4 separate regions of the Mus musculus genome follow, and all the other regions are linked to region 2. The links are chromatin contacts, called in public HiChIP or PLAC-seq and promoter capture Hi-C maps. All regions are on one chromosome and are shown on one strand. Each heading gives the region's core, a stretch centred on a gene start, on an enhancer-like site or on the middle of the called end of the contact. The rest is flanking DNA. Distances are from core to core; before and after follow the strand shown.

Region 1 (6,766 bases), core at 304-2,803, 1.1 Mb before region 2:
AGATACCTAGAAAGCAGCAGGAACCTTTGTCCGTGGTATATACAGTTCAAAATACCGCTTAAAATTACATTTTTAAAACACAAAGAGTATCAAATCTGTGAAGCAAACACATCAGGGAAAGTGAAAAACTTTAGTGAGCACTACTTGATTTACAAACATTAAAGCTTTGCTGTGTTCTCACGTTTGATCTCAGCACATGAAGTACTGTATTTTTAGTATCCCAGCTTTGGTATGTCACACAAGAGGCCTAACCCAAAGGTTTTGGATGGAAAAACTAAAGCTTCATTAGGTTTGCAGAAAAGAGAGTTGCAGAATTAGAATGCACTAGCTGACAAGGCAGAAGGCTTGGGTTTCTTGCCTTAGCTCTCCCGGATACTGGAACATTAGGTCAAGTACTCATCAAGTTTCTATAAGTCACAAGGAACTTTGCTCACCATAATCCAATCTCATGCTTTACCTTTACATAATGAGCTAAAAAGAGACTTACAACATAGATTCTTAGGGGTTTGAAGATGGCTCAATTGGTAAGTGCTTGGTATATAAACATTATGGGTTGGAGTCCCCAGCACTCCTACAGAAAAGGCAGGTGTGACACCAAGTGCTTACTTATGATCCTAGCACCAAGAAGGTAGAGGCAGAAGGAGCTCTAGCAGTTGCTGGTCAGACAGTCTAGCTTTAAGAAGTGACCTCTGGCCAAGGTTCAGTGAGCCATCCTCTCAAATGTAAGCTGGAAAGCCACCAAGAACATCCAATGTTGACCTCAAGTCGTATCACTTACTGTCTACCCTCAACATTTACACATATGCACACATAACACAGAAAGGGGAAAGAAAAACAAGAACGAAGGCTGGCCTCTGGCTTCTATATGCACATACATACCCACACATACAAGCCTAATATGCACACTCACAGATAATATAGTCTAAGTCATCTATAAAGGAAAGAATATTTAGATTTGCTCATTAAAAAATAAGTTCTAAAAGCCAGGCAGTGGTAGCACACAGTTTTTGTCCCAGCACTCAGGAGGCAGAGGAAGGTAGATTTCTGAGTTAGAGGCCAATTTGGTCTACAGAGCAAGTTCCAGAGCTGCACAGGAAAACCCTGTCTCAAAAAACTAAAAGGAAATAAATAAATAAATAAATGGGACAGGGAAATTTTTATACTAAAAACTCAAAAACAGGTGAGCTGTAAAACTCATTTACTACAATAAACTTCCTGAAACTAAGCGCACTAAGAACCCGTGCCCAGAGTCTAATCAATCTCCACAAACCATGTACTGCTCCTAGATTCCTAGTAAGAGGAGATCGAACCCCAGACTCACCCACAGGCAGTACAGGGAAGGCAAGCTACAAAGGCTGAAATGTCCTGACTCTGACTAGCAAGAATGGGGAGACACAGCCCAAAAGATAGCTCAATATTTCCACCTCAAAAACATGGCTTATACTTTTAAAACATTTACTTCTCTTACTTTTACTGATCACTTAAGACTAGAGAAAACAGTCAAACGTGGTGGTACTTGGAGTACTTGGGAGGCAGAGGCAAGTGGTTCTCAGTTCAAGGTCAGTCTGATCTACATAGGACATTCCGGGACAGTCTAGGTTACGTAAGTGAAACGGCCTCAAAAAACAGAAAGGAAAAAAAGAAAACAAGCAATTACATGTGCAACACTACTACTCATATGAGAAAAAAAGGGAGTTTAAAGCAGGAGGGGCCATTTCTCTCCTCCTTAACCAGCATTCTTGTGTGGAGGGGAGGGGAATTTAGCCAACCAGCAAATATTGGAAAAACCTGTAGAAACTAGATTTCACAATGAGGTAACAAATATTACCGACATCTACTGGGTAGAAGCTACTGTGGTACTAAGCATCCTACAATGCACAGGGAAGCACCCAACGGAAGCATCTGGCCCCCAATCTCAATAGTGCCAGTGATAATACAATCAAATGAAGCATTTACTCAATCACTTGCATTTTTTTAAAGCTATACATTAACAACTTGGAAAAAGAACATAAATCCTTACTAAGGCTATGAGGCTTAGGCTCTAATTCCTATATGAAGACAAGATGATACTTACACTGACACATAGCAGAACTATCTTTATATGTTATGGGATAGACAATGTCATAATGATTTCCATTTGAAAAACACAGTAACACCTGAAGGGAAAGTAAGCAACATTTCAGTCAATCACATTTAACATTCACAAAGCAAACTGTCTTCAAAGCCTCTGAATAATAATGCACATTCTCAAAATCGTATTTCAGAAATAACACAGCTCCAATGTTGTCAGACTAGTCCCCCACAGTATGCTGAAGAGCCAGGTAGCACTGTCACAGCCAAGTCTGTTGTTTTTTGAGACAGTCTGGCCTCAAACTCACTCTCTAGTGGACACTGGGCCTCCAAACTCCTGACCCTCCTGTGCCCACGTCTCCAGTTACAGATTAGACCCCGAATGCCCATTCTGAATATGTTTACAGAACCACAAAAAAACAGTAAGAAGTCATAAGTGATTGCAAACATCTGTAATCCCAGCATTTAGGGAGGCTGAAGCAGGAGAATCACAAGGCAAAAGCCAATCTATATAGAGACCATATCAAAAACCTAAAATAAACACCAGACATCAATATGTTCTCAACTACTTAAAAGAACAAGAAAGTTAAGGTGTTAAGTGGTTAAGAGCACTTACTACTCTTACAGAGACCCAGATTTGTCTCCCAACACCCACATCTGGCAGCTCACAACCACCTATAACTGCAGCTCCAGCTGACACTTGTGGCCTCTGAGCATCTGTACACTAATGCAAATAAACACACACGTAAATATAAACAAACAAATCAATCTTTTTAAAAAATAGTTAAAAAATTATAAGAAATCATTCCAAGTCAAGTTCAGTGATAAATGCCTTTAGCACACAAGAAGCTAAAGCGGGACAATTAAGATTTTGGATTCAGTGGGACTTTGGAAAGAGGGGAAGGAAAAGGAGAGGAAGAGGAAAAAAGAGAAAGAGGAGGGAAGTGATAAATAAGGGAGAGAAGAAAGGAAAAGGGGAAGTGGAAAGGAATGGGAGAAAGGAAAGAAAGTGCTCTAAAACAATATTAATGCTAACTTCTATGAGACAGAATCAACAATTGCTTTTCCTAATTGTCAGTTTTAAGTATTTTCTACAACACAAAGAAATGTACATTTACTAAATAAAATGTGCCAAAACCCCAAAACTGTAGTTGAAAAGGTCAGATCAAAAGCAACGCTCCATTAACACGTACACCCCTCCCCATGCCCCACACCCTCCTCATCCTTAAACAGTAGCATTTTACTCATTCGGCCCCTTCATAAAAGCAGCAGTGTCTGGCCTTCACCTCGGCCTGTCTGATTCCGATAAAGTAAAATTCTCTTACAGCGAATCAGCTTGTTTTTCTAGGCTTCCTAAAACTTTTCCACTGCTTCCTCTACTTTATGAGCAGGTGGTGCAGTGACACCATTGCTACTAAACTACTAAAATTACAAAGGGAAAACAAACAGCAGGATCTGTCCGGACTTTCACAAGCTGCTTAACTACCTAATGTCATGATCAAACAGTAATAATCTTGGTCATATAGGCATAGTGGTTTTTTAAACGACACGATTAACCAACTTGAAGAAATAATACCCTAACTTTCATATAGCACTATTTTAAGAGTCATTTAAATTCAAAAGCACAGCTTAGGACCCTAGTCACAGTAGCAACTAAGCAGCTATTCTACTTAAGTACTTTTTAATACTTCAAAAAACTCTTACCTTCTCAGGAAAATTATTTTCAGTTACATGTGAAGGAGAAACATTTGGCTCCTGATATATTACAAAATCTTTCCTGAAAATAAAACTCAGATATTACTTTTAAAAGAATATATTTCATGAATTGAAGTTAATCATTTATCTATATATAAGGCAATGTTCTAGGCACTGGTAAGCATAAAAAAAAAAAAAAAGAAAAAAAGAAAAAAGAAAATGAAATAACTGCACTATAAAATACCAGAAGTTAAGTTTCCTAAAAATTAAAATTTCAAAAGAATTTATATGTAAGCTCTACAACATGAATAACTTCAAAGACAATTCTAAAAGGGAGGGCTTGCTCTCAAAGAAGCTGTAGACCAGCACCTGAACTCTGTTCCTGGGCCAGTCAGTGTCACTGGCCCCAAGAATAAGCCCTTTCTCTATGAAGCTGATAAACAATAGTTTTTAGGACATAGTCTAGTATTTTCTGTGCCTTTTTCAAAAATCCCTCAGGAATTCAAACATTTAAACAGTGCTATCTAGCCATCAAATTCCAACTGATGCAATTAAATAAACAGACTAAAAACCTTAGGGAAAGTCTTTGACAATTAAGATATAAAACACCTTTGAAGTTTTAAAAATTTTTAGTAGAACGTAATATATTAACTTTCCAGTTATTTTATTTTATTGTTTTACTTAAGTATTCTACAGTTTACCTGTACATAAGTGAAAGGGCACTTATTTCCACTTGTCCTACCCATTCCTGTATTGAGGAAAGAAAAGTTGGCATGTAAGTATCTCACTTTTTACAATATACATCATGCACATTTTTTTTTCCAAGACAGGGTTTCACTGTATAGCTTTGGCTTTCCTGATACTCACTCTGTAGACCATGCTGGCCTTGAACTCACAGATCAGTCTGCTTCTACCTTCTGTGTGCTAGAATTAAAAGCATGCACCACCACTGTCCAGCCATAAACACCCTTTGTATTAGTATACCACTAGTATATTATTATTAAGAACAGAGTTAGAGAGATGGCTTAACAGATAGGCCATCTTGTTGCTGTTACAAAGGACCTAAGTTTTGGTTCCCAGGACAAACAAGGCAGCTATCAACTGTCTAACTCCAGTTTCAGGGGATCTGCCCTCTTCTGGTCTACTAGGGTACTGCATACACATGGTGCAAAGATGTACATACATGCTGGCAAAACATTCATCATATTCATAAAATACAAGGTATTATTTTTAAGTCTCTAGTGGAACAAAGGGGGAAAGATGCTCAAAGCACATGTATATACATGAAAATGACCATATGCAACTCATTATAATAAAAATTTGACAGAAAACCCTTTCAGTACAAGGAACAAGAGTCATCTGTGTAAGTTGAGAACTCACCTATAGCAAGGGCTATCTTCTAACCCAGTACTCAGAAGCTTGGCACGAGGCCAAGAATGAGACACAAAGAGAAGTTATTTCACCTTCAGGATGAATCAAGGTACAAAAGAGAGCATCCTAGAACAAAGGAAATCTGTCCTGCTTAAAGTCACTTGAAGCCTTTCTGGTACATATAAGGAAAAAATATTAATGCCCCTGCACTTCTTTGACTCAGCAGTTCAAAGTCTGTACAATTTACCCTGTTGGAATGTTTTGTATGTCCACGAAAGTATATAGGAAGGTAGAATAATGCAACATATTTGTCACAGTATTAAAAATTCCCAAGGACTTCAAGTAATAAAGTCTTATTTGTCCACACTATAGAACACACACTGCAAAGGAGTGACATGAAAGCTCTCTCCAGTATAGTAAGTTAAAACACAAAGCCAAATAAAATCTTTTTTTAAAAGCTAAGCTATATTATCTGCACACGGAAGGGTGTGCTAGGGTCTGGGATCGTGTAAAACCTGGTCTCCAGCTGCGGAAGTGTTTCGGGAAGTCTAGAGCCTACCTATTGGACAAAGTAGGGAGGAGGGGGCATGTCTTGAGATATACAGCCCAGGAACTTCCTGTTCCATCTCTGCTTCCTGGTCCTCTGAGAGGTGAGCAAACATCTGCCACACACTCCACAAAGCCAAGAATGCCACAAACACCTCAAACCTTAAACAAAAAACCAAGAAGCAAGTCCTCTCCTTCTCCCTTAAGTTGTTCCTTACTAGGTATCTGGTCACAGCAACAAGAACACTAATGCAAACATATCCTAACTTCACAACAGAGACAGGAAGTCCAAGACAAAAACCAAATCATTATGTACCTGTATTTACAACCTTGTAACCTAAGACTGCAGCCCTAGGTTACTTGTGAAAGCAGTACTCTTAATACTAAGACACTATGAATGCGCTGTGACAAACCAACTCCACCTCTTCCAAAGCAAAAGCAGCACAGAGAAGAGTATTTTAGACAATGCTGTGACTTCTGGAACAAACCTACGTTTCCCTAGTACTTTCAAATCAGCTTTGGTTTTCAAAGCAAAATAGGTGACACATACTGAAACAAATCTTTTGAAATAGGCCTTATCCTAATAATCAGAGCTTCTCATAAATAATTCCATGTGAAACCCTCTGCCAGAGAAAATTCCCTGGTAGGAGACTGTTTAGCTCTCCTCATTTATGGAACAAGGGCCACACTGAACTTAAAAATGTAAACTTCAAACTGGAAAGATGGCTCAGGCATTAAGAGCTCTGGCTCTTGCAGCAGACCCAGTCTTCAGTCCTCAGCATGCACACAACACAGTGGCTTACAGGGAATTGAGGATCCTGTTCTAATGTCCAGACACAAGGTATGCACAGTGCATATATATCCATAAAATTAAAACATCATGAACATAACACAAAATAAATTTTAAAAATAGCCTACCAGCCTTATCTAATGAGAATAATGTGTCTCCTTACAAGTAACCTTCCAATATTATAGTCTGCATAAGCAAAATGGCCATCACAAAACATTATCCTCCTCCTAATTAAAAACCATCCATCAAATGTAAACTTTTATTTCTTAAAAGAAAATGAGCCAAGAGGTGGTG
Region 2 (6,728 bases), core at 4,071-6,570:
AAAAGTCTGACTCAGTTTAGAAGTAGATTGCTCCCAGAAATTCTATCTGAATTTTAAAAGTCATGTTATTTTTACTCCCATCCCCAGAGTCTCACTTTTTCTCAGACCCTATCCTTGTCCAGGCTGGCTCTGCCCAGTGGTGCCTCTAGAATTTCTAGTGAGGAAGAGTTGGACAGTCAGTGACATGGTTGCTAGCAAAAGACAGGGATGGCTCCAAAGACATATGGACGTAGTAACATGGCGTTGTTCCATTCAGTCATCCAATCTTGAATTTTCATTGTTTCAAATCCCAGAGACAAGTCACAATAACTTTTGTTATACTAGATGCAGATGGTAATTCTAAATCAAGAAATGTAGTGAGGCTATTCCAAGATAACTTACAGGTTACAGGTCAAGGAGAAAGGGAGATTGGATTAAAGAGACACACAGGCAGCTCTCTGGAACTCTTTAGGACTAGAGGTCACCCACGACAAAATAAAAGCTAGCTAGGCAAATACTTAAGAGGAATGAGCTGACACTAGGGTACAAATTTGTCACTTTCCAAACTAATAATTATATCTCCCAGGTCACCAAAACAATAAGATCCAGACCTTTATAAAGCTCAATAGTTGTTTTCCTTTACCTTTAAATAATTCAAATATGTAATAAACCCACTGACACAAAAACAGGCCCCTAAGAAAATGAACTCATTTTGACCTCTGTCTAGAAGCGGTTCTCTTTATTTTGTTGTTGCCATTTGCTTTTTGAGACAGTGTCTCTCAATAAGAGCTCTGTCTGTCTTGGAACTCATTCTGTAGACCAGGCTGGCCTGCAACTAAGAGATCTACCTGCCTCTGCCTCCAGGCATGGGATTAAAGGGGCGTGTCACCTGGCCTGCTTGCCCAGTCTTTTTAAAGGGAAGAAAGGAGGAACTCTTTTGTAATGCTAAAGAACTCCAGCAGCCCCAGAAGCCTCCTCAAGCTCACCTCCAAGCACCAACTAAAACAGTCTAAGGGGGCAGGGCATGCACATCAATCCCCTTCCAGGCGGCTTTACCAATTGACTGTGGCTTGGGGAGGGGACTGCAAAGGAGCAAGGAAGCTCCGGTACAGAGTCCCATCTACAAAGCTGGGTTCCATACACAACATCGAGAAAACAAAACAAAATGAACGAAAAAAGCCCAAGTTCAGTCATCAAAGCATGAAACTAAATAAGGTGCTGTAAGTATTTTATTAGTAAAATGAAAAGAACCAAATACTTCTCTTTAAAACGTTGGGGTAGGGGGTTGGGGGTAGACCTTTAATCCCAGCACTTGGGAGGCAGAGGCAGGTGGATTTCTGAGTTCAAGGCCAGCCTGGTCTACAGAGTGAGTTCCAGGACAGCCAGGGCTATACAGAGAAACCCTGGCTCAAAACAAACAAAAAACAAAAAAAAAAAAAAATTAAAAATAAATAAAAAGTAAAAGGGCAGAGGCTAGGCATAGAGATGCATATTTTTAATCCCAGCATTTAGGAGTCAGAGGCAGGTGTATCTCTATGAGTTTGGGGCTAGCCTGGGCTACACAACAAGTCCCAGGGCAGCCAGAGCTAAATTAAATGAGACACTGTTCGAAAATAATTAAATAAATAAATTAACTAAATTAAATAAAATAAAAGAACGTGTAGGAGCGTCTATTACTGTGTATGCATTTAAAAATTAGCATTCCTGGCCTGACAAGATGGGTTTTGCGGGTATAGGTGCTTGTCAATCCACAGAACCCACATAGGAGAGAACTGATTCCTACAAGTTGTTCTCCCACCTCCATATGCACCACACACACACACACACACACACAAAATTAATTAATTGATTAAACATCTTAAAATCACATTTCCAGCCAGGTGTGGTGGCACACAACTCCCTCTAATCTCAGCACTTGGGAGGCTGAAGCAGGCATATCTCTCTTGAGTTGAGGCCAGTTTGGTCTATACAGCAAGTTCCAGGTCAGCCAGGGGTCTAGAGAGACCCTGTCTCAATAAAACAAAAACAAAATTAAATCACCTTTCCATCATGCAGTAACTTCAAGAAGCGCTTTAGGGGACTATAAGAAGTACATGAGAGAAATATTTGCAGTGACCCTTCTACTCTAAATCTTCAGTTGTTGTTGTTTAGGGGTGTGCTGAAAGTGTGGCTCGAGATTGTTTTGAGTTTTGTTTTTATTGAACAGGCTTTACAGGTCAGACCACCAGTTGAAATGGTCACAGAATATAAAGCTCTCAACCAACCTAACAACCTACACAGAAAATTCCAGTCATTTGACTCTTCTTAAAGACAAGTAATTTTTATACAGGAAGAGCCCTAGAAGAAACACAGGAAGAGTTGTTGTCTAATATTTAGCTAATTAGAGTATAGAAATGTTTTTATTCCAGAGCCTTTTATCTCTTTATAGTGATCTCTCTCTCTCTCTTTCTCTCTCTCTGTTTTTACCAAAACTGTTATTATAGGTATTTGTCACTGTTATTATAAAAGAGAAAGCCCTGGTTTCCATTGTTCCCTAACTAACCTCTGATGTGGTCAGGCCTCAACATCTACAAAACCAGCACTGGGGGTTGGGGTGGGATGGGGGTGTGGTTATAGGTAGAACATGTGCTTAACATGTGTATGCCAAGACCCTGTGTTCATACCCCAATAATCTAACCAAAACATAAAGTGGCATGCTGATTTAAATTATTTTATAAGTTACTTCTAGCTGGAAATATTTATCCTGCTCCTACTTCTTAGATTTTTATTTATTTACTTGTTTGCTTATTGATTTATTTGTTTGGGGGTTTCCAGACAGAGTTTCTCTGTGTAGCCCTGGCTGTCCTCTGTAGACCAGGCTGGCCTTGAACTCAGAGATCTGCCTCCTGGTGCTGAGATTAAAGCTGTGCACCACCCCCACGAAGAAAAAAAAAGCCTATAATACTACCATAAGGATTGTTGGAAAATGAAACAGTATTTCTAAGACACAATAGTGTAAAAAAGTTCAATAAGCAGAATCCAAGGGAACAACTGAGCTCACAGAGTCCATCTTGTATCTGCCAGAACAAGAAACTCTAGGGAACTGATTCACCATCAGCAACCTTCCTGTCCACTCAGCACTGGGGAAGGCAAGGGAAAAGGCATTTGGCAAACCCAGACATGCGGGGCTATAGGCCACACACGTCAGCAGGAACTCCATCTCAATGCTGAGCAGAGATCTAGCCTCACTGTAACCAGTACAGTGGAGCATCGTAAGTAGCCTCAAAGACAGGAGCATGTCACTTCTCCCAGCTCCAGGAACAAGAGATTCCCCCTTCATTTGACTGAACTCAAAATCCCAACTTAACAGTTTCCCAAAGGCTCACAGAAAGGTTGTTTCTAAAACTAACTGGTAACTATACATACTCTATGTTGCATTTAAATTTTAAAATATGTTAAATTTAAAGGGGAAAAAATTAAATATAGAAAGCTTTCCTATCGAAATCACTGTTTAAATAATTCAATCCAAACGATTCCAGAAGTTACTCTAAATGGAGAAATTAGGGCTGGGGAAAGAAAAAACACTATTCAGAGAGATCATCCATTCACTTCTGTAAGGTTTTAATAACAAGGTAAAATTTCAAATATCTACATGGGCACCTCCTACTTGGGAAAGACTGTGTGTTCTTCTGTCCTTATTTGGGTCCATTGCATGGTTGATATATTCGATCTGCCAATAAACCTGGAACCTAACTCATGAGGTCAAAAACATATGAACTGAAGAAACTCAATTAATATCTATGAAAAGCAGAACAAGGTTGTCTGAAGGTGGGGGAGAGGGTATAAAACGCCAGTGACACGTCCCATGTTCCCACCAGTGTCCACAGGTCACATTACAAAGCTCCTACTATTCAGAGATTGGAGCGGAGGTTTTAACCCATCCACACTTCCCTGCCAAAACATACAGTGTGCATAGTCTAACACAGTCTGCAACTGTTGGACGGCTGCTGTAGTAACGGCAGCCCAGCAGCACACGGAAGTAGTGTCCCGTAAGGAAAGAGTGCAACGTGTCAGTACAATTGGGAGTTTTAGTCAGCAACTAAGGCACACTAAAAATTGAAGTTTGGAGCAAGGGTATCCTTTTTTCCTTTTTCTCCTATCCGCCGCTCCCGCCAATAATCTCCCCCAAACCCCTTTCTCTCCAACAGACTTTTTTTTGGGGGGGGGGGGCGGCAAAAGGGAGGAGTCGGAAATAGACTGGATAATGAGGTCTATTCCAGGATAGATAAAGAACTCCTGGCAACCTATAGTCCCTTGGGATGGGATGCTACTAAGAACGAGAGGAGTAACTTTCAGTTTCTGTACCCTCACTCCGGCACTGAGCAGAAGTCATTGATTGCCCGCAGAAAAGGCAACCTGCACTCCCACTCCCCTGCCCCATTCCTAATTCCCTCCTGGGCTAGCAAGTGAGAAGAACCTGCTAAAAGCCCCCCTCTCTCCCGCTGCGAGACAGAGGGCTGTGCCGCAGCCAGGGCGGCCGCTCCTCCCGGGGACTCGCCGACGAGTTCAGAAGTGGGAGCCGGCGCGCTGCAGCCGGCGGAGGTGCGGCACTTACCCCCGTTCACTCCGACCGACGGCTCGAGCTTAGCGGCGCCGATCGCCACCACTATCCCGACCATGAACCATTCTTTCCTCGCCCTCTCCAGCAGCCTCATATTTGTTAGGGCGGGTGGGTTTTGTTTATTTGTTTGGCTGGCTTGCTTTCCAAACTGCGATCCCTAAATCCCCGGGGCGTCTCCACACTTTCCTCGATCCCTCCAGACATGCAGCAGAGCAAGTCAAATTGCCACTCGTAAACTAAAGACCGAGGGGTGGCTCGGGCGGCTCCGAGGCGGGCTGGGAGTAGTAGTACCCAGTGACAGGAAAGCCTCGCTGAGCGCCGCCATCACTACCACGCACCTCAGAATAGACGCGCCCACCCGCCGAGGACCAGGGCGCAGGGGACGTAAAACGGAGGCACACCAGGAGCACGCAAGTGAGACGAGTCACGGGCTGCACTAACAGGACCCGCCGCCGTGCATACACGGCCAAGCTTGGGGAGGCCCGCAGTGGGAGAGAGGGATGAGGCGCCCCAGACGCCCAGCCTCATCATGGGTGTCGCTGCAGTAAAGCTATATTGACGGCGGCCCGAGCCCCGAGACATGCCTTGCAGAGAGCGTCTCTCACTCTGCCCTGAGCCCGAGAGACCCGCGGCGTGCGCTGGGCCGGTACCGGGCTGCGCCGTGGCGGCGGCTGCGCGCGCCAATGCCTGCTATGTCTATGCGCGTATACTCGAGACATTACGGCGACGACCGACGTCGCGTTGACGTTGCGCGGGGGGAGGGGAAGCCATTCGCGGCCTCTGGTTCTCGGCGGGAGCGGCGGCGGCAGACGCGTGTGGCGACCGGCGCGGGAAAGCGGCTTCCTAGTTAGGGAAGCGTTAGCCCCGTGGGTAGGTTGAAAATCGGTGGCCGAGCAGACGTCCGGGACGGCAGGCCCCCCGCCTTCCCGCAGCGGCGGCGGCGGGAAGGCGGGGAAGGCGGGCTGGGCCTTCCCGCCAGGTCGGTGGCCTGCCCGGGCCTTTCTGCCCGACCGCCTCCGCGGCCAAAACCCGCCTCGGGAGTGGGGAGGACGGCCGGGATGGGGCAAATCTTCCCTGGGGGGCGGTGAGAGAGCGACCCAGGCTCCTCCCCACCCGTGTGCCGCGCGTGGGCGGGCGATTCCGGAGGCCGCGTGGTGCGGGCCTTTGCCTGACCCCGAACCACTAAAGCAACAGGACAACTGAGAGGGGGCCAGGAACTCAGAACAAAAGCAGTGAGGGCCAGATCCAGGGTGGAGGGTCTGATGTCCGCCCCCTCCCCCAACCCTCGGTTTCTTGCATTGCATTTTGGCGAATCTATGACATAGTTTCACGAATGGTCTTCCGAGCATCAACCCTTCCTCTTTATGCACCCAAAGAAAGAAAGGAACAAAGTATTGTGGGACATTTTGAAGCAGCCTGGTATCAGCTACTTGAATAGTTTACTATGGAACGTAACGTTCGAAAGGGATTGTACCAGACTTTCATTCTGAATGCATTCAAAGCTTGAAAGAGACTCGGCGTGCAATTTGCTCTATTTAACTTTATCTTGCTGACATGACTCGCTATCCAAAAACTAAGCTGCTTTAAGCAGTTGTGCTATCAGTTCTCAGTTGCACAGCCCCCACTGCTCGGTAATTACGCATCAGGCAGCATGAAGAAAAGCTAATCTCAAGATAAAAAGAACTTAATAGGGAGACATTAAACAATTTACCAGGCAAAAGAAGTACATGAAATGTGATAAAGGCTTATTATAAGACAGTCACAAGGTAAGTGGAGTTCTAGGAAGTAAAATTTATAACATAATTTTCTTCAGTAATTTTGCTTGGTTCAAAAGGAAAAAAAAATCTGCCTCAGTCATCGAATACTCAAAAGGTCATCACAGATAGTGCTGCTTAAGTAAGGCTGCTCACAGAGTCTTTCTAGAGATTTTGACCTGTTTAGAACAAAATCTTAATTCATAGAATATTTTAACCGTAGTTTTGTGAATTGTATTGTCAAGGACTGTATTAGTTTGCTAGGGCTGCTATAACAAATAGTCCCCTCCCCGAGTTAGCTATACTCAGACAATAGACATGTTGTTTTACTGTTGCAGAATAAGGAAATCCAAAATGGAGATATTGGAGGGCCATGTGTTCTAAAGGCTCTTTCC
Region 3 (6,870 bases), core at 477-2,976, 1.1 Mb before region 2:
CAGATCTTGATGACTAGGAGCCCTCTGTGAATTCCCAGCTATCAGACCTTCAGGGGCTTGGACTTCTCGTTTGAGGAAGTAGGTTTGTAGCTGCCTTCACTTTTGTCCCCATTCCTCTCCTTGTTGGCTGTTGGGGAATCTGAAAGCCCAGGTGCAGTCTCAGCAGTGAAGCTTCGACCTTTCCTTTTGGAGTATTATAAAAAGGGACCCCACCCCTGCCAGGTAGGCCTGGTTCCTCCTCAGAGCCCCCGCCAGCTGTCTGCCTGCCCACCCATGGCATTAATAAACTCTTCTGATAAACTTACTTCTCCAATCTGTCCCCCTTGAGCCCAACATCTGAGACCTTTCCAAACACCAAAGCTTCAATTCTGAGAAGAACCATATGACCCAATCAGCTAAACCACTATGTCCAGTTTGAGTTTAGAATCAGCCATGTGGAAGAGGGTGACTGGGGGGAAAATCTAAACTCCTAGAACTGTTATGTTTTCAATATTTTCCTATCATGTGGCTCACAGTTCACTTGTAGATGGACACACATATACAACCAGGGTTCTTAGTTTTTGCCCAGTACATTTGACATTAAAGGCTATAATTTGTAGACACCTTTCACATTTGTCCCCATCCCTCTCCTTGTTGCCTGCTGGGGAATCTGAAAGCCCACTTGATGTTAAAGAAATGATTTTTGTATTTTCACATATGGATTTCCAAGTCACAGGAACTGGTATATGTGTATGTGTGTATGTGTGTGTGTATGTTTGTGTGTGTGTGCACATATACATATATACCTCTCTTTCTCTCTCATTCTCTCTCTCTTTCTGTCTCTGTTTCTCTGTCCCTGTCTCTCTCTGCCTCTGCCTCTGTCTCTGTCTCTCTTTCTCTCTATCTCTCTGTACATGCTGGGGAGTGCATATACACATGTGTGTGTGAAGGCCAGAGTTCAATGTTGGGTATTTTCTATCTCTCTTTTTTTTGAGCCATGATCTCTCACTGAACTGGGAACTTACTGATTGGCTAGTGAACAAGCCTCAAGGATCCTCTTAGAGTTACTTCCCCAGCACTGGGGACACAGGCAGACACCTTGTGCTAGCCTTTTTATGTGGGTGTTGGGATTCTAGACTCAGGTCTTCATGCTTGTGAGGCAAGCCCCTTACCTCCTGAACCATTTCTTTAGCTTACTGAACATGGTAGAGACTTTTACAGGCTGGAGAGATGACTCGGTGGTTAAGAGTCATGCATGCTTGAAGACCTGAGGTAGAATCCCAGAAACCATATAAAAGCCGGATACACAGCATGAGTGTCTGTAATCCCAATGCCCCTGTGGGGAGACTTGAGATAGGGATCCCAGAAGCTCACAAATCAGCTGGCCTGATACATGCTGGAAGAAAACAACAAAGAGATCCTTTGTCAAGCTGGAAGGTGAGGGCTGGTAGACTGGTACCCAAAGCTGTCCTCTGACCTCCTCATTCACTCTGTGACACACGTGTACCTTTCCTTACACATATGTGCAAGTGCACACACACACACACACACACACACACACACACACACACACACACACTGCATGCCACAGACTCCTCTTATGGTTAGTTTAAATGAGAAGTCACTCATGTTCCTGGGTATCTGAATAAGAGGTACCCAGTTGGTGACACTGTTTGTGTAGGTTTAGGAAGTGATGTCACCAGGGGCAGGCTTTGAGCCGTGTCCTGTACATTCTCTCTGCTTCCCACTTGTGGTTGGAGAAGTGAGCGTTCAAGCCTCAGCTGTTTCGGCCACTGTGCCTGCACTCAGCCACAGGGGCCCCAACCTTCTGGAACTATAAGCCTAAAATAGACTCGTCATGGTGTTTTATCCAGCAATAGAAAAGTAACTAAGACGCCTGCCTTTGAGTAATGACAGCCAAGAGTGTACATTTGCTTACTTTGGCTTTGTGAGCTTTTCCAGTAGGTTGGATTTCTTTTTTCTTATTACTAGTGAAATAAAAAAGAAAATCACACTAGACAGATTTCTTTTGTCTTCAGAAAACAGTCCATTACAAAACAATTAACAGTAAGAACACACCTAAGATACAAAGCGTCATGCCAGAATCCAAGTCCTGTGCTTCAGGAAGAAGCTAATGATTGAAGCCTAACTCCCAGTACAGCAGATCCTTCCTGTACCTTCTATGCATTTGGCCAGGAAGGAAAACAAGTTAGGGTCTCTTGGACAAAGGGACTAAGTGAAGGCAGCCTCCAAGACACCAGAACACAAACCTCAAACACACACTCACGCCTGAACTGAGCGACCCTGGGTGCCTGGAGCAGAATTCTTCTTCTCTTCCTACACAGCGTTTTCTGAACTCTCTCCTATTTAAAACGTGGAGTGGGAAGGCTTTTAATCCTGAGATTTTACTCTTGCCACCTAGGAACAATAATTTGAGGCTTTCTAAGTAAGTAGGGGTTGTCATGGAGACCAAAGGAAACCTTTCTGAGGTCTCTTTCTGCATGGAGCACATCACTCTAAAAATGATGTGAAGTTCCAAGGATGCTGAGATGCGTTTAGGGACTCTTGGACTTGCTGAGTGAGCCGCAAGTCTTCAGAGTTCCTGTGCCTTCAGAAAGGAATGTGCAGACATATTGTCTGTTCAGGAATAAAATGGTTTAGCTTCTGTTGAGAAGAATTTATGAATCATCATCAAACTTACAGATAAACATGACTTGGCAAGTTTTTTTTAGAGTTTATACTCCGCCCCCACAGACTTCATTCTATAGAAATGTATAGCAAATACCCACTCGCACACAAACAGAAACTATGTGACGTGTACATGGGGTTATTTTGTTGTTATATTATTTGTAATGGCGAAACCTTACGTTTTTAAATATTTTTTTTACCATTATTTGTTTATTTGTTTATGTGTGTACAATGTGCCATGGTACACGTGTGGAGGTCAGAGGACAATCCACAAGGGTTGCTTCTCTTCTTCCACTTTGTGCATTCTGAGGATCAAACTCAGGTTTTCAGGTGTGATAGCTTGATGGTAGTCATCTTGATACATCTTGGGAGAGGCAACATCAACTGAGGAATTGCTTCTATCAGATGGGCCCATAGGAATGGTTATGGGCGTTCTCTTAATTGTTAATTGGTGTAGGAGAACTGAATCCACTATGGGTGGCACCATTCCTAGGCAGGTGTGCCAGGTCTATATAAGACAGATAAACACGGGGAGCAAGTTAGTACGTGGCATTCCCGTGTCTCCACTCCACTCCTTGCCTTGCCTTCCTGTCTTGGCTCCCCAGGATGATGAATTGTACCCTTTAAGCCAAATAAATACTTTCTGGCATCAAGTTGGTATTGGTCAGTGCTTTATCATAGCAATAGAAAAACAAGCTAGGACACCAGGATGGGTGGTGAGCCCCTTTATCTACTGGATCATCCTGCTGGCCTCATGTCTTAGTTACTTTCTCTTCCTGTGAAGAGACACCGTTACCAAGGTAACTTATAAAAGGAAGCACTTAGTTGGGTCTTGCTTATGGCTTCAGAGGGTCAGTCTATTATCATCACGACAGAAAGCATGGCCAGCCAGCAGGCATGCATGGTGCTAAAGCAGTAACCGAGAGCTTACATCTTAGCCACAGGAAGCAGGCAGAGAGACAGAGACAGACAGACAGACAGACAGACAGACAACACGTGAGCCTTGTGTGGACTTTTGAAACCTCCAAAATCACCCTCAGTGATACTGCTCCTTCAAGGCCACACTTCCTAATCCTAAAGAGTCTACCAACCAGGGACCAACCAAACACTCAAATATTTAAGCTTATGGAGGCCATTCTCATTCAAACTATCTTCCTTCCTTCCTTCCTTCCTTCCTTCCTTCCTTCCTCCCTCCCTCCCTCCCTCCCTCCCTTCCTTCTTTTCCTTTTTCTTAGAGACAGCATTTTTTTCTGTGTAGCCCTGGCTGTCCTGGAACTCTCTTTGTAGACCAGGCTGGCCTCGAACTCAGAGACCCACCTGGCTCTGCCTCCTCAGTGCCAGGATTAAAGGCAGGCCACCACCACCCAGTCCAATTTCTATTAATAAGATTAAATAAAATATGCAATACTGCGGCTGTTTTGATGTATAAGGAATGCTGTGTCCATAGTGAAAGCAGAAGTATAGGGTGATGTGCACTGTATCCATGGAAGGATTCCCTGTCCAGTGCTCACAGTTTACCTCGTGTGGAATAATGGAAGAGTACAACAGCTGTTTAAGGCTGAGAGGGGCTTCTTTCATTGTTCATGTTTTACTGTATGCTTCTTAGTATTTTAGAATTTTGAGTCATGTACATGTGCTATTAAAACAAAATAAAATATAATAAAAGTCTGCTCTGGACATGGGGCTGCACCCTGCTCTAAGGTACTTCATATTGAATCAAACAGGGACTTCAGGCTGTGCCCTGCCCTGGGTGACTCACTCCATATTACAATTTGTAGAGGGCACAGGGGAAAGCAGGAATGTTAAGTACTCAGACTTGTATCATCAACAGAAGAGATGTGTTTACCTGTTTTCTACCCAGAAGGCTGGGAGCAGATATTATTAATAGCCTGGTGATCTGTGCTATTTGTGGGACCAAACCACAACCAAATCCCCCAGACTATTATGTTTATTCCAGACTCTCTCTCCCTAGACCTTGATCTCTAGCTTTGCTTCTCAGTCAATAGCACCGTCTTTAGGGGAGATGTTACGTGTACTTTGTAGCCTGGCGACCTCTAACTATCTGGATGATGGAGACCACACCAGATTTTAGGACCTTAAACTATAGAATGGGAGAGGTTACATGTACTCTGCAACAGAGTATTGGCACAGTCATGCCTTAAGCTTATTGTACATATGGGATTGAGATAATGTTACCAGGAAACTTTACCCCCAAATTGGGCTGCACTTAAATGTGCCTGAAAATATGTCTAAAAGAACTGCCTGCCTGGTTTTGGACTCTAGAAGTTTGAGCCAACACCCAATAACTAAGTCATGCTGAATTGGATTTCCTTCTTTCCTCACATGGATCGATACTCTGACAGCCAAAGCATTTGCAGGGACCGCCACAACAAATTGGCAATTGGCTCCAGTATACACACAAATGCAAGTTACTTTGAACCAGAAACTTGCTGGTCTTCAGCATCAAATTAGGTTCTATTTAATATCTTACCTAACTGTTGGGAGCCGCCCTCACATTTGCCATTACAAGATGGCGCTGACAGCTGTGTTCTAAGTGGTAAACATAATCTGCACACGTGCAGGGGCAGTTTTCCCGCCATGTGTTCTGCCTTTCCCGTGATGACAACTGGGCCGATGGGCTGCAGCCAATCAGGGAGTAATACGTCCTAGGCGGAGGATAATTCTCCTTAAAAGGGACGGGGTTTTGCCATTTTTTTTCTCTCTCTTGTTCTTGCTTTTTCTCTCTCTTTTCTTGCTTTCTTGTTCTTTTTCTTGCTCTTGCTCTCTTGCTCTCTGGCTCCTGAAGATGTAAGCAATAAAGCTTTTGCCGCAGAAGATTCTGGTTTGCTGCGTTCTTCCTGGCCGGTTGCGCGAACGCGGGTAAGACCTAACCACCTTCAGTGCCTCTCTTTGTATCCAAATATCAGTTCTGCCTCCAGTAAGGATTCTTTGAATAATGACAACAAAAATCATACCCATGTATGTATGTTTATATGTGTGTATGTATGTATTATGTATTTGTGTGTGTGTGTGTGTGTGTGTGTGTGTGTGTGAGAGAGAGAGAGAGAGAGAGAGAGAGAGAGAATACTATTATACTATTATTTGGAATATATTAATAAACATATTCATCCCAGATAGGGAACCAACCAACCATGTGAACAAAGTAAGGGTACCACACAATCCAACCTGGTGAACCAGAAGTTTTACTGGGGTTACTTATGGGAATATGGGTGAGAGGTTACAGAAACAGGAATGACTCAAATGCAGCTGCATCCACACACGGGGACCCCAGCACAGGAGATAGCTCAGAAAGAGGAGCCCTGGAATTCATTAGACTTGCATGTAGCTTGGTGGGTCAGAGAACAGTGACTTTAGGCAGATGGCTGGTCTGTGTCTCACCCAGGAAACCCAGCTGGTCTGTCTTCCAGGTAGCTTGGTTGGTCTGAGCCTGTGTAAGCAGCGTGGCTGAGCTACCTCTTCCAGGAAGTCCCGATGGTCAAAGAGTGTCTTTCAACAATTTTTCCTGCCTAAGTAACTTTGGGGAAGAAAGAGTTCATGTGGTCAGTTTCAGGATTTTCCTGATGCCTTTTTTTTTTTCTGTTTTCTTTGTTTGTTTGTTTTGAAATTTCCCTGAGTCTTACTGAGTTTCCTTTAGGATGTAATGTTTTTCCTCCCTTTGGAATGCTCAGCAAGACAGGAAAGTTTATCTTGTAGGACTTCACTACATGACATTGCGCTCCAGCCTGCATTCAGAGCTCAGAGAACAAACATGGGAGTCTGGTCTCTCCTTCCATCACGAGGATCCTGGGACTCGAACACTGGTCATCAGGCTTGATAGCAGGCTTGTTTCCCCACACAGCTCTCCAGTCACTTCTCCCTGTAGCCTCTCTTAAGCTTTTGTAGACATTCTGTATGAAGTATAACATGTGACCTGAGAGTTATTAATAATAATTAGTATTAGACTTTTAAAAATTGTGTTTGCCAGTGACCACAATGGAAATCAGATTACCTGATTAATTCCAGCCAACAAAACCATTGAAGCTTATGAATTCATTGCTAATAAATTATTGTACTGTCAAAGACATACATGTGCTCATCTGTGCTTCTGACATAGCACACTCATCACATATTTATAGGTAAACAAAACTGTTCATTGTCTGTCTTAGGTTTGCATTGCTGTGAAGGAAAACCATGATCAAGTCA
Region 4 (6,867 bases), core at 3,393-5,892, 1.2 Mb before region 2:
TAAACCCTTTCCTCCCCAACTTGCTTCTTGGTCATGATGTTTGTGCAGGAATAGAACCCTAAGACAGCACTTAAGAATATTTGCTGCAACCTGGTGTGATAGAACACGCCTTTAATCCCAGCACTCGGGAGGCAGAGGTAGGTGGATCTCTGTGAGTTCAAGGCCAACCGGGTCTACAAAGGAAGTTCCAAGGCCAGCAGAGAAATCTTGACTCAAATAACCACCCCCTCCCAATAAAGAAAAAAATGGAATTCTTCAAAAATCAAAGGTCAAGGACAAAGCCACCCAGAACAGATGTGAAGTTGTCAGATGCTTAGGGAGAGCAGAATAACTACAAATGGCATGAGCACACTTTGGAGCATTATGAAAATGCTTCATTATAATGTCTACATGACTAGAAATTAAAATTCATAACTATTGGGGTGGAGAGATGGCTCAGCAGTTAAGGGCACTAACTGCCTTTTCAGAGGACCAGGGTTCAAATTCCAGCACCCACATGGCAGCTTACAGCTGTTTGTAACTCCAAGGTCTGACACTCTCATGTAAAGATACATGCAGACAAAACACCAATGCTCATAAAATAATTTGGAAGACCAAGAACCTGAGACTAGATAGCCTAGGGACTGAGGGTAAAACCAAAATTTTACTGCTCTAAAAAAGAAAAAGAAATTTAGTGATAAAAAGACTCTTAAAGACATTCTTCGTTTGTGACCTAAAGAGGAACCAGAGTAGTTACTTAGAACTATAGATAGCTGAGTTACACCCATACACAAGTATTTACAATGGCCTAGGGGGAAGGTGGACTATACAATAGACTAGAGTAAGAACTATGGCAAGGGCACGAAGCCCTTGCCCCTGGCTTCTAAGATTAAGTGGGCCTTAGGTGGGGCTATTTTTGATCCCAGTTGTTAACATTGAATTTTATCCCAGTTGGTTCCTGCTAGTCCTTCCGTGTTTGCATTCCTCTGATTTATGTAAGAATCCAGTAACCTCATTGTCACCTAACTTCCCTCTTCCCTATTTTCTTCTGTATAAAAAGTTTGATGCTCTATTTGACAAATTACATCAGATCCACAAAAAAAAAAAAAAAAAGACATTCTTCTATACTCATAGATCAGTGCCTTGCCCAACCATCATCATAGAAGCTTCCTCCTGAAGCAAATGAGAACAAACATAGAGACCCATAGCCAGATTGTATGCAGAGAATGACAGACCTTGGAACATTCAGCCCTAAATGGGATATCTCCATTAAATCTCTCCCCTAGGAGCCCAGGGAGCTCCATGAAAGAAGAGGCAGAACGAGTTAAGAGCCAGAGGGTATGGAGGACATCAAAAACACCAGGCCCCTCTAAATCAACATAAGCACAGCTCCTATGAGCTAAGACTAAAGCAGTGCACACAACACCTGCACAGGCCTGCATCAGGTCCTCTGTGCTTGTACTATGGCTTGCAGTTTAGTGTTTGTATGGCACTCCTAAGTATGTGAACAAGTGGATCTCTGATTCTTGGGCCTTCTTATGGGTTCTTTTCCTTCTATTGGCTTGGCTTGTCCAATTTCAATATAACAGTTTTTGCTTTATCTTAGTATATTTTGTTATAGATTTCTTTCTTTCTTTTTCTTTCTTTTTTTTTTTTTTGTTTGTTTGTTTGTTTGGTTGGTTTTTTCGAGACAGGTTTCTCTGTATAGCCCTGGCTGTTCTGGAACTCACTTTGTAGACCAGGCTGGCCTTGAACTCAGAAATCCCCCTGCCTTCCAAGTGCTGGGATTAAAGGCATGCGCCACCACTGCCCGGCTGTTATGGATTTCTTAAACAAACAAAAAAAATGAATGAGTAAATGAAAATCTAGCCACTAGGTAAAGTTAACAACTGAACTGTCACGTATACCTACTAGGAGGTGAAATCGGTTTTCTCCAATAGAGCCACACTGAGTATATCAACCACTCCAGGATAGGCCTCATGTTTAATTGGTTACAATTTGCAAGAGTAGGAGTGTGTGTGAGCTTGCATTCATGAGTGCGTGCTTGTGTGTGTATGATTTTATTTTAGGTTTTTGGTTTTGAGAAGGTTTTGTTGTATAGTTTTTTTGTTTATTTTGAGAAAGAAGTTGGATGGGAACTGGGGGAGAGGAAAGGTTAGGAATTGGGAGAAGGGAAGAATATGATCAAAATATATTAAAATTTAAACAATTTTTTAAATAATAAAAAAAAACTTTGCAAAGTTAACTGGGGCAGTGGAGGTGGGGGGCAGCTTAGCCTTTGCTAAGGCTGCTGTAAAGACTGGATGACCTAATATAGCTAGAATGGTACTTTGGCCAAAGGCAGCGTCACACCTGCCTGCTGCTACTGTGACCCTGTTGTCATCAGGACTCTACAATGGTAGCATTTCACACAGTCTGAATGTTTATAGGCTTAAGTACAGTTTGCTTTTCAGGTTCTCCTACATTGTACTCATGTGTTTCTCATGTTTGAGGTCTCAAAATTTGCCATTTTAATATTTCAGTTGCTGCTTTGAAATTAATTTTACACTAATCTTTTTAAAATTATTACAAAAAAATGCCTATCAAATTATAGGTTAGGTAAATGGGAAAAAACTACACATATAACCTACCATGACACATCCTAGCAAAAGACATAGACTCCAAGAAAACTCTTAGATGCTTCCAGAAAGGACAGCAAGCACCAAATGTGTATTAAATAACAACTACATAATACCAGAGATGGGAGAGGATCTTATGAAAAAGTTAAATCTAATACTAAATACTAGACATCTTATTGATATTAGTAATGTAGCTGGATAAAAATATGCAATAAATGAAAACTCAGTTCATTAAAATTGAAGTATCTGCACAAAAAGTACATTAAAGGTAGTCTAGTGCAGAAGAAAACTCTAAGTAGGCTATCCTTTAATCCCGGCACTCGAGAGGCAGAGGTTCTGAATTTAAGGCCAACCTGGTATACAGAGCAAGTTCCAGGATAGCCAGGGCTACACAGAGAAACCATGTCTCAGAGAAGAGAAGAGAAGAGAAGAGAAGAGAAGAGAAGAGAAGAGAAGATTGATTGTAAATAATGATTATCATAGTCTGGGGTTTTGTTTTGCTTACCTGGTTTGCAGGAAGAGAGTGACCAAACAGCCTGAGACCCAATTTCCCTGACTGTTGCTGTCCTCTCCAACTGCTTAGGATCAGCACCAGGAGGTGTCTTGTTCGGTGTGGTCATTTTTAAATTATTCTATAGAGAGACAAGCAATATACATTCTACCATGCCATGACAATCCTTCTGCAAAAATATAAAAACAGAATTTCAGTGCCCAGCGTTGTGGCACATATCTGTAATCCTAGTACTCAGGGAGGCAAAGGCTGCAGAAGCACAAGAATCTGAGTTCCAGGTCAACCTGGTCGACCACAGTGAGCTCCAGGACTACACAGAGATACCTGTTTGGTTTCAGACCCGGGACCAGGGAATGAGATGCATATTTTAAATACCAAAGCAGGACCTGGCTTCCAGGTTCTCCCAGCATCCCTCAGTCCCTATCTGGATATCCTGCCTGGAACCTTGAACTTTCCAGCCCAAGGGCTGGGCTGCCCTTCCCCCAGAGGTTTCTCCCTATATAAACCAGACGTTTTGGTCTCTCTTCCTGTTTTCCACTTCTTTCTCTGCGTGCACTCAACCCCTTCTCTCTTTCCTACCCCCCCCCCCCCCCCCCGCTTCCCCATGGAGATTTCCCTGGCCTTCGTCCTTGGGGCTAGTGAACTCGCCCATCTAAGATCAGCTTCCCAATAAACCTGCATTTAATATACTCTAATCTGGCTTAAACTGGCTAATTTCACTGACGGCAAAGAAATAAGCTATCAATACTCTGTCTACAGAAATATATCAAAAAAAAAAAATAAAGTAAAATTTCAATGGCAAAATAATCACTCATATTTCCTTCATCCTCCTTACCTTTTGTTAATCCTAGTAAATCTATGAAAAGTATGAAAAAAAAACTTCTTGGAGAGTGAAAACCATGTTAAATTGTTTCGGTGACTTTTATGGCTACTTTACACTATTGTAAATTATACTTATAATAAATTCCATAAAGTTCTGCTACAAGGCTAACATAACTATAGACCACCACCTTGACACGTCCCTTTGGATTCCAAACTATCCTTATAACCACCGCACAAACAATAATAATTTATAATTTACATAATCACAGAGACATACATTCCGTTAAAACATGAATACCATGCCATTGGAGATGTAGGGGGAGAGGGGCGGCCCATCTCGACACGGGAACAAAATTCAAAGAACAGCCAAGTAGATGAGACAAAACGCTAGGGAAGAAATGGGTTCCTGGCCTTAAACAGTAATACTGAAGGAGCTGAGAATTAGACTTGGGATCCTGCCTACCACCTCCGTCTTACCGGATTAGCAAGGCCCACAAAGCCTGAGGAGACAGCAAGCCTAACGCCGCCGAGACTAGGGAGAAGGGCTCTACCTGCGCCCGCTAGCACACAGTTCTCTAAACCGAGGGAGAGCCGCTGTCTTACACACCTGATTCGCCACAATTCCGGTTCTCAGGCCCCCGCCACTCCCACTGCGGCTCGACGATTCTAGGCTCCCTCAGTTCATTGGCGTCGCGGCGCAATGACGTCACCAACGTCATCACTCCCTCCAGGGCGCCGACTCTGCGCTCTGTCGCGCACGCGCACTATGCCCTCATGCCTTGCGCGAGGCGGCGGCTGTGCACCGCCATCTTTGCCGGTGGCGGTAAGAACACGCTGTGTGCTAAGACCTGACGGCTAGCGCTGCTTTGGCTACTGCACGCCCCGCTGTAAGGGGCCCGCTGTCTCCAGGTACGAGAATTCGCGGGAGAGGTTTGGTGTTAGGCGGCCGGCTGCCACCTTGGGAAGACTCTTAGGGACACAGTCGGAACGCCTGTAAGTTAGGCCTCAGTAGCGGAGACCGTAGCGCGTGGCAACCGGCTCCAGCTGCACATCTGGGACGCCGGAGCGTTCCGCGCGCGTCCGTTCGGCCATCCCGGCCTCAGGGCGTCTGTATTCCAGACACGGCCCGCTGCCACGAGAACGGTCGCAGATGCCATAGCCTCTGCTCGCCACCCTCCACTGCCCCTTCCCCCCACCCCCGCTCCCACCCTCAAGCTAACCCTTCTGTGGAGGACGCTCCGCACCCAGCAGATCCCCCAAGCTTCCCCTCACAGTCAGACGGCTATGTTGGCATTTGGTTGTAAGAAGTAATCCTTTTTTTTTTTTTTTAATAATTGTGGACTGACTCATAGCATCTTGCCGCCATGAAGTCCAGTGCTCCTAGTCCAGTCCCAGACTTTATGGAAATGATAGGCAAACGTTCTATCTTTCTCATAGAGCGACGTGTTCTCAGTTGGGACTGCGGTTAGTAGACCAAGTGAGTTTCCGAGTTGAGTGCCTGTCTTTAGGACTTCCGAGAAGCACTTTGTAGCACCCTGTCCTCTTCCCATTAGTGACTTAATCTCTTGTTTATTACCTCTTCGGCTTCTTGACATCAGGGATGCTGTCTTCAAAATGCCTTTAAATATCCTTTCTAGGCTTAATACATTGTAGGTATTTAGTATGTGTTGCAAATAAATGATGGTCAAAGGTGAATTTCTGAACCTCAAGAGCTACATAAGTATTTTCTCTATTTTGATGGTAAAAATGGTAACTAAGGAATAGCTGTCAAAAAGCTTTTATTGCTTTGCCCTTTCTTCCAAGGGACTACAAACTACGGAGTTAGAGTAACATTTGTATTGTAGCCTATGGTCCTGTATGCTGAAAGTAGTCACCCTGTGTCTGTCAGTTGATAATGTATTCACTATAATCAAAAAGCTTAAATATTTTTGAACCAAAATGTATTTAAGGTTTTATCTTTTCATAGCACTGCTTAGCTCACCTCTATAAATGAAACAACAAAGACAAAAATATGTTTCAGAAAAACATTCTAAGTGTTTTCAGATCTTTTTGTATTCCTAAAAGTTTTTCCTGTAATAATTCCTCTTCAGGTGTCTTTCTATTGGAAAGAAGGGAACTAACTCCATTTCCATAATTCTTGGAAATCGGGAGGTTGCACAAATTATGTTTACCTATGTAACCGTTATCCAAAGAATCTATATTTCTTTTTCTTAAATGTAAAATAATTTATTTTATTATTTAAATCAATTTAATTAGCCACCTCTAGTATATTTCTGTTCCCTATAAATATTACTTATTATAGGCTCTTATCATAGTGAAAGATTTATTCTCTGAAAATACTTTCATTTACTGGGTACTTTGTAGAAAAGCATTTTTTATTTGTATTGGAATGCATGGTTTATTAGTTTGTTTGCTAAAATAGTCAATTTCTTTGACGAGTACATGGTTGGTTTGGGGTTTTAAGTAAGCTTTAGAGGTAAAGTAAAATCATTTAATTTCTAAGTTAAACTTAGGAGACCTGTATCAGTTTTTAAAGAAATGACTTTGTCAGCACAACAGTTAAGGTTTTAGTTTTTGTTGATTTGGTTTGTTTTTCATTACTATAGCTTTGCTCACCTCTACCAAAACAAAGTAGAGCATTTACCAGTTTGAAATGAAGTAGTCTGGTAGTCTGTAAATGATGGAAACCTTGAGGTCTAAGAGTGTTCTTAGGGAGGAAGAGGAAATAGTGTAGGACAACAGTGAGGAGCAAGATTGCTTCTGTCCCTCCAAGTCTAATCATACGAATGGCTAAGTAAGTTGTGGGTCACAGATAAAGTCAGCATAGTATCTTTGCCGATGGATAGTGTTGGCTTTTGGCTTTTTCTTCAGATTTAGAGATAAACTAGACTATGAAGGCACTGTTAGAACTTAATCCCTTTAGTCACATGAGGGAGT

Evidence for each region. Promoter capture Hi-C pulls out the DNA fragments that hold promoters and counts their contacts. HiChIP or PLAC-seq counts read pairs in DNA pulled down with a chosen protein or histone mark.
Region 1: a promoter capture Hi-C map of liver shows a contact between it and region 2, with 5 times the contacts expected there. The contact joins the enhancer-like site here to the promoter of Rbmxl1 in region 2. A contact is called at or near these places in 6 of 39 promoter capture datasets (the 3T3-L1 cell line, the C10 cell line, liver and 2 more), 1 of 484 Hi-C or Micro-C datasets (CD4 T cells), 1 of 115 datasets of contacts at active chromatin or transcription factors (astrocytes) and 2 of 9 other capture datasets (adipose tissue and liver).
Region 3: a contact with region 2 is called in an H3K4me3 HiChIP or PLAC-seq map of pro-B cells, with 8 times the contacts expected there. The contact joins the enhancer-like site here to the promoter of Rbmxl1 in region 2. A contact is called at or near these places in 7 of 39 promoter capture datasets (the 3T3-L1 cell line, the C10 cell line, the HPC-7 cell line and 3 more), 3 of 115 datasets of contacts at active chromatin or transcription factors (astrocytes, large pre-B cells and pro-B cells) and 1 of 9 other capture datasets (embryonic stem cells).
Region 4: a promoter capture Hi-C map of liver shows a contact between it and region 2, with 5 times the contacts expected there. The contact joins the promoter of Abce1 here to the promoter of Rbmxl1 in region 2. A contact is called at or near these places in 7 of 39 promoter capture datasets (the 3T3-L1 cell line, the C10 cell line, cranial neural crest and 2 more), 2 of 484 Hi-C or Micro-C datasets (B cells and muscle stem cells), 1 of 115 datasets of contacts at active chromatin or transcription factors (extraembryonic endoderm stem cells) and 1 of 9 other capture datasets (liver).

What each region holds. Positions count from the first base shown.
Region 1 is chr8:79,648,753-79,655,518 of GRCm38.p6, reverse strand. Otud4 (OTU domain containing 4) reads right to left here. Exons shown (of 21, transcript NM_001256033.1): 4 at 4,467-4,513; 5 at 3,775-3,847; 6 at 2,075-2,156. Among named protein-coding and RNA genes, the nearest start is that of Gm51579, 12 kb to the right of the region's middle. Within about 2 kb of position 1,553, at least 8 of the 459 cell types and tissues checked have an H3K27ac peak or open chromatin away from gene starts, as enhancers often do. A contact at or near this core is called in liver, where this site is marked.
Region 2 is chr8:78,507,520-78,514,247 of GRCm38.p6, reverse strand. Rbmxl1 (RNA binding motif protein, X-linked like-1) reads left to right here and starts at 5,320. Exons shown (of 2, transcript NM_001252089.1): 1 at 5,320-5,449. It overlaps Slc10a7 (solute carrier family 10 (sodium/bile acid cotransporter family), member 7), which reads right to left and starts at 4,920. Exons shown (of 12, transcript NM_029736.2): 1 at 4,574-4,920. The coding sequence starts at 4,673.
Region 3 is chr8:79,608,032-79,614,901 of GRCm38.p6, reverse strand. No RefSeq gene overlaps it. Among named protein-coding and RNA genes, the nearest start is that of Otud4, 28 kb to the left of the region's middle. Within about 2 kb of position 1,726, at least 50 of the 459 cell types and tissues checked have an H3K27ac peak or open chromatin away from gene starts, as enhancers often do. A contact at or near this core is called in the HPC-7 cell line and pro-B cells, where this site is marked.
Region 4 is chr8:79,709,515-79,716,381 of GRCm38.p6, reverse strand. It overlaps Abce1 (ATP-binding cassette, sub-family E (OABP), member 1), which reads left to right and starts at 4,642. Exons shown (of 18, transcript NM_015751.2): 1 at 4,642-4,839. It overlaps Anapc10 (anaphase promoting complex subunit 10), which reads right to left and starts at 4,619. Exons shown (of 5, transcript NM_001357234.1): 1 at 4,538-4,619; 2 at 3,103-3,229. The coding sequence starts at 3,217.